Regions from separate parts of the Zea mays genome. Here region 2 is linked to region 1. Evidence: chromatin contacts called from public Hi-C data. All regions are on one chromosome and are shown on one strand. Each heading gives the region's core, a stretch centred on a gene start, on an enhancer-like site or on the middle of the called end of the contact. The rest is flanking DNA. Distances are from core to core; before and after follow the strand shown. Region 1 has its middle 7.2 kb from the start of LOC109944934. Region 2 has its middle 21 kb from the start of LOC103651843.

What was found. Hi-C and Micro-C count contacts between places; a contact is called where the count stands out from the background.
Region 2: a Hi-C map of ear shows a contact between it and region 1, with 2.0 times the contacts expected there. The contact joins two enhancer-like sites. A contact is called at or near these places in 4 of 25 Hi-C or Micro-C datasets (ear, leaf and tassel).

The regions. Positions count from the first base shown.
Region 1 is chr3:27,920,242-27,925,059 of Zm-B73-REFERENCE-NAM-5.0, forward strand. No RefSeq gene overlaps it. Among protein-coding and RNA genes, the nearest start is that of LOC109944934, 7.2 kb to the left of the region's middle. Within about 2 kb of position 1,535, at least 5 of the 20 cell types and tissues checked have an H3K27ac peak or open chromatin away from gene starts, as enhancers often do. A contact at or near this core is called in ear, where this site is marked.
Region 2 is chr3:28,124,827-28,128,986 of Zm-B73-REFERENCE-NAM-5.0, forward strand. No RefSeq gene overlaps it. Among protein-coding and RNA genes, the nearest start is that of LOC103651843, 21 kb to the right of the region's middle. Within about 2 kb of position 2,360, at least 12 of the 20 cell types and tissues checked have an H3K27ac peak or open chromatin away from gene starts, as enhancers often do. A contact at or near this core is called in ear, where this site is marked.

The DNA of each region.
Region 1 (4,818 bases), core at 285-2,784:
GGCGCGTCGTCGTTGCCAAGCACGAGACACCCCGCTCGAGACAGCTCCGATTCTTCGCCAGCGAGACTTCCAAAACTTTGAACCTCTGTCCTGCTCCCGCCAGCAGTAGCGACGCCTTCAGGAAGGGAGTGACGTCGAGGACGCCACCATCGCCGGTCCGAAATGGACGGGGCTTTCGCCCATGTAAGACAGTGCTGGGAAGCACGACGCCCTCAACAGGGGAAGCGGCGCCCAGGGGCGGCGCCGTCGCCAAGGCTTTCGCCCAAGAAAACCCCAGCACAACGCCAAGCGAGGCCCCAGAACAAAAGCAAGCTACCTCCGCCGCACTGACGCACAAACCCCGTAGTCGCCGTCGGGGCCACTGCTGCCCACTTGTTGTTGCCACACACCACCACCGGGGAGCCAGATCTGACGACCGTAGCTCCAAACAAGGCCTCGCCGAACCCACAAGAGGCCATGGTCGCGGAGTCGCCGCCTGCACAAGCCCCAACCAACTGCCGCCACCGCAACCGCCACCGGCCGCCATCGCAACCGCCACCGCACCAACTGCCAGCTGATGAGGCAGATCCGGTCGACAGGGTCCAGATCTGGCCCCCGAGCACCGGAGCCGACCGCCTGGGCCATGGGCCAGGGACCCTAGCCGCCGCCCCCTGCACCTGCGCGGGCACCAGCCGGCGCCGCCACAGCCGCAGAAGCCATCCAGACAACTCTACGCAGCCGCGCGAGGGATGGCTTGCCGGCCTGCTGCGGAGCGCGCCACCAACGCGAAGAAGAGAGCCTCGCCGCCACCCTCCCTGCTGGCCGGACGGCCATGCCGGCGGCCAGCTCCGGCGGCGGCGTGGCAGGAGAGAGGAAGAGAGGGAAAGCGGCGGCGGGCTTGGGAGCCGCCCGTGTCGCCCCGCGTGGGAGCGACGCGAGCGTGGGATTGTACAACCAACAATAGAATTCATAAAAATTGAATCCAATTCCTAATTACTAATTCCATGCTCCAATATCTACGTCCAAACGTGGTATAGATTATATATCCAAAAGAGGGCCTAAATATACCAGCAGACTAGTGAAGCATGACTGTGAAGGCTGCAAGTTGGCATTTGGCATACAGTGTGTATACTTATCTAGTTATCTACGCACCCGTACCTACGTACCTTGCGCAGGCTCGATGTACACGGCGAAAATGACGAGCGTGGCTGCCAATATCGCCAAGCACACAGCCAGCAAGGAGGGACGACGCGCCTTCATTCCGCGCTCTTCTCTTTCTCAGCTCGCTCGTCGTCTTGGGTCTTCAGCTGGCGGGTGAATCGATCGTAACTCGATTGGCCCAGTGCATGCATCCAGGGCTGTGTTAACTGCCTTCTTATATAGATAGCTCGCGGTCCGCGCTGCTTATTAGACTAGAGTACTGTATTAACCTAATAACCTGCTCATCACGGCTCACAGCAAGTGCGTAATTAACCAGTCAAGAACCGAGCTGTCAACTGGTCATGTACGGTGTTGCCGGTGCACGACTTGTGAAAAGATGAATGGCCGAATGGTTGACTTGTCGTCTGAACGGAGACGACGACTAGCTACAGCGTCGTCCACAGCACCGCCTCGTGCGAGAGCAGGCGGTTGCGACGGCGAAAGGACTGTGGATGAACATACAGCAACAGCAACCTCCTTTTGGCTTTGTTTCTCTTCGTTTCTCTTTGTTTTTGTTTGGTTTTATGGGCATGTTCACGGTTCACCAATTAATCGCCGCATTGCATGATCAGTAAGGCCCCTCAATCGGATGCATCGTTTGGACGACGGCATCCACAATCAGAACACTGACACTGACAGAACCCAAAAGCAAGACGACGATCTGAAAGAAAGAGCCAGAGTGGGAAAGGCCGAAGAACGGCAATTAAGCTGACAATAATTGAAAACGAAGCTGTCTCAGGCAAATACAAATTAAAAGCAGCATCCATCGTACGAGTACATCATAGTCTCATAGCACAAAGGTGATAAAGGGGGTCATCAGTTCATCACATCGCTAATATATCATTGGCGGCGTTCCTATCCACTATCCTGCCAGCTCCGGGCGCGCGATCTTGCGGCGGTGCGGCGTTGGCGGCGGCGGCGGGGGAGCACCGGGGTGTCTGCACTCAGGCTCAGGGTCGGGGCACATGTGTTGCACAGTGCCCCCTCGCGGTGGTGGCGGCGCCCAGCCCTCATGCCCTCCGTCTGGCTGAGCTTCTGCATGGTGCGCATATATGCATCAATGCATGGTCTCCATCACCAACAGCAGAGATTCTTATTAATGAAGTTACAGCAAGTACTGCTCCTAACTCAACTGAACACGCCATACATACAACGTAACATACCTTGGACCTCGGCGGAGCAGTCGACAATGATATAGCAAGACACGATGACAGCCAGGAGCATCGTTATCACATACATGAAGCGAGGACAAGAACACCTCTTCGTCGTCATGGTGTTGTCGGTGGTGTATGAGTCAGTAGAGAGGAACAGGGGATGGATATGCTGGCAAACCTGTGCTACGACCTATGGTCGTCTTCTGTATATACTAGTACTACTGATCACTTGGACAATGGACTGACAACAAGCAGATAATAATAAAAAATTCCTAGTACATTTAAACAAAGTACAGAGTCAGTACACTAAACTTTAGTCTAGCTTAGGCCCCGTTTTTTTCCTTTTACTAAACTTTAGTCACTGTCAGTATCACATTGGATGTTTTAATACTAGTTAGTAGTATTAAATATGGTCTAATTATAAAATTAATTACATATATATGGACTAAATAATAAGACAAATATATTAAACCTAATTAGTTCATGATTCAATTCTGTGATGCTACAGTTTGTTAATCATATACTGATTATGTTTCATAAATTTGTCTCACTGTTTAGTGTTTAACTATATAATTAATTTTATATTAAACTATATTTAATACTCATAATATTCATTAAAATATCCAATGTGAAACATACTAAACTCTAGTCCGCCAGACGGCTAGAATGGGACTAATTAGTGTACATACAATTTTTTTAGTCCCAAGATCAAGCAATACCAACTAAATTTTAAGTTCACTGATTTTTTTAGGCGACCAATTTTTATAACATTAAACCCTAAACCCTAGGCAAACTAAATAGACCCAAAAACTTCCAAGGTGAGTCACGTTGCTTGCACTTTGCTACTTGCTAGCCGTTGATCTTGACCCTGACTCTTAACAAATGCCTTTAGTTGGCCTGGCCCTACCCGGATGACCTTCTGTAGTAGTGCTGTACTTCACTATGCATATTAAGACTCATGCTACGAGGCAGGACCAGTCAAACACTCAAACCTTATAGTCAAAGAACCAACCATCCAAAGAAACACTATACTACAGATGCATCTTCCTGGTACGCGACATGTGGTGCTTTCAGTGTGGTCAAGGCTGGTTTAACAGGGTCTGACTAGTTGATGGGTCAGTGAGTCAGTTATAGGTGTACATTTGTGTTGTGCGTAGGCTGACCCAAAACACATAATTTCTGGTACGACCCATATCTGACACGACCCAACCTAATTGTGGGTCTGGGCCGGCACGGCCCATATTGTGGGCCGTGCCTGGGCCTCAATTCAAGCCCACGGGCCGACCTGGCACGACCCATTTAACTAAGGCCCACCGAGGCCCAATAAATATAGACTCAGTATTTAACTAAGGTCCGTCAAAGCCCACATGACTAGCATAACTTGGAGAATCTAGAGCTTGAATAAGTCATCGAGAATCAATACCTAAATATGGATAGTGAATAGTGATGATGATCATTGTATATGTATTCTGTATGAACGTATAGTACTCAATTAAACACTAAACAGAGAACTGAATATTATTTGTGAGCTAGTTGTAATATTTTTTTTTCTGACCAAAGGTTTATAATGTGCATCCACAAAACATCTTAGTTTTATTTTGGTCATATATATATTTTATACTTTTTGTTGATATATTACTGTTGTATGTATATGGGCCGGTCTGGCACATTAAGGTATTTTGGGCTATTTGGGCCGGCCTGGCACACATAACTAATTGTGGGCCGTGCTGTGGGCCGATGACTGGGCACACGTGCTGGCACGGCACAGTCCATAATTAGATATGTGCTTTTGTGGGCCGTGCCTTTGTTCACCGATAAATACCAAAATCGCGTTGGAAAGGTAGGGTACTCCCCTTGTAATAATAGATCATATTCAATAATCCAATGCCTGACAATCAACATACAAAATTTAGAGTGTTATGTTATTCAGCATCTTGAACCCATCTAAATCATTGTCTCACATTCAACATCGAGTTTGATTATCCATTGCCACACAAGTAAGATTGCTGGGCATCAAATACTGACATGAGCATAACAGATGAATAGGAGAATATGAGACACTTTGGATTATTTGGCTCACTTCATCCTTTTCAAAAATAAGACTTAATGATGTACAATACGAGAGGACCCAAGGAAGTGAGGAACAACTTGGGTACAGACAAACTTGGGGATAGGGTCTGCAAAGGAGACCACTTGAGGCTCTAGCATACACAAGGCACTCAAAGCAAACCCCTTGCATATTCAGGATAAGAATGGCACCAAAACGATGGAGGCAATCGATTGACTTGCCACTAAGTCTTTCGGGCTCTACTATCGAAGATATGGACCTAGGGTACCTTACTATTTGTATAATCACCCAATACAAATAAGGGGATGAATATGATAAGTTCGAGGGGAACTAAAAGTAGGGTGTGTCTCTCAACATGGTCGATAAGAAACCTATAGGTAAGAATTTGGCACCGACTCCTACACAGACATGATATAT
Region 2 (4,160 bases), core at 1,110-3,609, 210 kb after region 1:
CAGTATTGGATTTTTTGATGATCTAATGTTCTATATTTTAACTAAGACCAAAAATGATAAAAGAAAATGAACATATACTATTGAATTTTATGATAATCTAATGATCTATATTAAATCAAAGAATCCATATTGAATATGAGTAAATAATGAATAATCCATAGTGAAGACGATTTAATACACAACTAAATTTGGTAAAGCAAAGAATCCATGCCGAATATAGATAAATTTGGAAACTAAAATATGAAAAAAAGTAATTTAATTTCTATATGACCAATTCCATAAGGAAAGCAACCAAAGGAAACTGATTACGTGAAGTAATCAAAAGGGGTGAATAGACGAAACATGAATTATATAAGTTAAAATTCGAAAATCGTTACGATTGAGGTTGATGATTTCTTGGACTTCCCAACCAAAGAAAACATGTTTATTTTTACTAACGCGCGGTAATTGAAACCGCCAGTAAAAATTTGTGCGTACCGCTAGCTTAGAGCTCTTTTCTGCTAGTGGATGGCAATAGGATAAAGACTCGCCGGGTTTTGCTACCCTAGACCTAGCACGTTAACTCTCCGCTACAATACGCGTACCCATGCACGGGTACAATTCCACACCCATACCTGGACCTATCAGGTATTCTACACCCGATGGGTACCCATACCCATCTAGAGTGGTGGAGCTACGCTTGTCTGACCAACTTAGTTTATGGCGAATGATGAGCGTCGAGCGGCAACGTTCGGCCTTCCGTCTTCCATCTTCCAGGTGTGGGTGTGTCGCGTGCCTGCGTGCAGCTTGGTCGCTTGGATTGCGCATTAACGAATAGTTGCATCGCAAAAGCTTGGAGACTTGATGTGTTTTATTGTTTTGGCTGGTTGTCTACCTACTGCTCTCATGTGTCTCAAGGGCTATGTAGCATGTAGTTGTACTCGGGAGTAAGGAGCCTAAGACAAATCATTGATCTAGGATAAAGTTTTAGTGAATTGTTGACTATATTCCGGGTATTTTATACCCATGGGTGCATGGATATGGGTTTAATGAGTACATACACATACCCGTTCTACCCATTGGGTCCTCTTTTTCTCTCATTAACAATTCGCGGGTATAAAATTGCAACCAAAGACCAAACACGTCCCTAATGGAGTAATTACCCGTCAGGTAATGGGTCTCGTTGCCATCTTTAATCTAGAGAATAAAAACCCCTTCTAATGTACACACATAGTGTAAAGCACATACTTGCATCTTTTGGGACCAAACACTAATAATTCCTAAGGCCTGCACGAGAGAAACAGGGTCTTGGGGACTTTTCTGCTGAGCAATGGACTGTCCGGCCCTGGTGGCCGGACTGTTCGCGGTTGGCCGACACACTGTTCACGGTGGCACAAAGACCTCCGAGAATACTCAGATCCTATCTCCTAGGAGGAATCTGTCGAGGAGGAAGGATCTTGGGTTACTTAGAGTTGTCAGGCCACGCAAAGGGCCTCAAGACGATGTAGAGCTGAAAAGAGATGAAGATTAGGGTTGGGAAACTATAAATAGAGCTAAAACTGCTCCTAATAAAATTCCATTAGCCGAACTAAATCCAATAGTTATAGAAAACACATTTATAATTGTGCCAAAATAGTACATGTAGGTCTACATAGTGTAGTAACATACCATAAAAAGTTTGGTTGGAAAATGAAAAAAAAAATATACTTTGCCGAGTGTTTAAAGATGACACTCGGCAAAGGTTAACGGCCGTCAGCTTTAGACGGTCGCTGACGACCCTTTGCCGAACGTCACTTTCGCCGAGTGTATTTCTGTGCCGAGAGTCCTACTCTCGATGAACGTTTTGTTTACTAAGAGCAGGACTTTGCCGAGTGCGGCACTCGGCAAAGCTTTTTTTGCCGAGTATCCGACAAAAGTACTCGGCAAAGTGCCGAGCACTCGTCAAATCCATGGATTTCGGTAGTGTAAGCTATGGCAGAATATGCATAAACAAAGAACCGATCTTGTGCTGCTGATCCCTGCATGATCTGATGGCAAGTGATGTTCCACGGGTGCTTTTGTCCTGTGTTATCAGTGGTAGTTCGTCGTTAGTTGTTCGTGCTATGACAGAAACATTTTATAGTGTATGGCCCTGGGTAGGCTGACTGGCTGAGACGTGTTGGGTTTGTTCTGTACGCATGTCAGATTGCTGCCAGGATTTTCACCCTGATACGAACTTGGTTGCTCCGTCTCCGTGCGTGCTGAACCCCAAGTCTTGAAGAGTAAGGATTAACGGTGCAATTTTTGTCTGACCGTGGAGCTATCACAAACAGGGTGAGTGGTTAGTCTTTCCCGGCTTTGAGATGTTGAAGTTGATTCAGGAACAGCCACGAGCCACCATTCTTTTTTACTTGATGGGCCAGCGTTCAGCCCATGACCCATTACAGTATATACACACCTCTAACTTAGGTTACTCATCTTTCCATCAGGCCTTGTTTGGATAAAGAGGGATTGAAGTGGATTGAAGTGTATTTTAGGGATTGAAAGAGAAATTAGTTCATATTACACTTCAATACACCTTATACCACCTCAATCCACTCCAATCCAAGATTATCCAAACAAGGCCTCAAATGCTATCATCTTCTACCATTTGCAGTTTTGCACCAGGGTTATGCTAGATTTTGGTTATATCGAGTGCAGGGTTCGTTAGGAGAGGCTTGTAATAATAATTCGAAACATTGGTTTCATTATGAGCGAGAAGGGGGGGTGTCTACCTTTTGTCGTTGCACTGTTGTTGCCACAATCGCAGCTATTGTTTCCGATATTGATAATTGTAGCTAGAAATGCAGAAACTGTTAATAATTCGAAACATTGGTTTCATTACGAGCGAGAGAGGGGGGGTTTACCTTTTTGTCGTTGCACTGTTGTTGCTGTCGCAGCTAATTGTTTCCGATATTGATAATTGTAGCTAGAAATTAACATCAAAAAAATAATTGTACCTAGAAATGCAGAAGCTGTGAGGAGGCCAATTTTGTGTGGGTTGCGCCAGTGATCGAGCTGACGCTCGGCCTCATGGGCCTTAGTGCCATACCACTTTTCAGGCCCCGAAATTTCAATCCGTGCTTGGTAGGCCTTCCTCTAGGAGAACTGGGTGAATGCAAAATGCAATGCACCAAAAACTAAGGTCCAGATTGTATTCCTGTCCTTGCGCTCTTATCAAACATCACTTGAAAAACTAATCCCCACTACCAATTCTACCTGATCCCACTGTCACTTATAAACCATTGGATTCATATTGTTAGTCAAATTCAACCATACTTTTATGGCTAACAATCGTTAATTAAGAAATTAAACCGTTCCATTCCCGGCCATATTTGTAAATTCGTTCCATTCCCGGCCATATTTGTAAATTCGGTCATTAGTAGGTGCCATGGTTTTGTCTTTCCGTCTTCTTTTTATCTTTCTCCTTCCAAGCACTTTGTAAAGTGCTACCAATAAATATTTCTATATGATTGAAACGACTCTCTACTAACTCATTTTAAAAAAATATTTAAAATTAATTATAGATTTAGTGCTTTTAATAGGGTTATTGTAAAATTATTAACCTATTGGTAATTAATGGTTTGTTTGGTTGAAGAGCGGAGGAGAATGGAACGAGTATTGTAAAATTATTAACATATTGGTAAAATTATTGTAAAATTATTAAGTATTTCTCCTTCCATTCTTATTTTTTTGATGTTTGGTTACCATGGAGGAGAGTGGAGCGGCTCCTAAAGTCTATAAATAACAAATATTTGTGATGTTCTCGCTCCACCAAAATGACCGGATGCGAGCGCTCTCATCCCTCTCCTCCACTCAACAGTCATATGACTCTCTAACCAAACAATAAACAGAGCGGCTCCGCTCTATTCTACTCTTCAACCAAACAAAAAATGGAGCGGTTCTGTTCTGCTTGCCAAACACAGAATGAAATGGCTTAATTCTAAGAAACTGAAATGGAGTCGCTCCATCCCAGTTGGCTCCCCAACCAAACGTGGTGTAAATGGTCGACGGGGCTTCAATCGACGACTGAGGAGCCGATAGGAAGCAATCAGCGTCTATTACTTATTCCACGTAGGCTATCGACTTAGTCCTTGTTCGTTGCGTTTGGATCGAAAAGAATTGATGGTATTAAATCCCCTTCTATTCAATTTTAATTACGA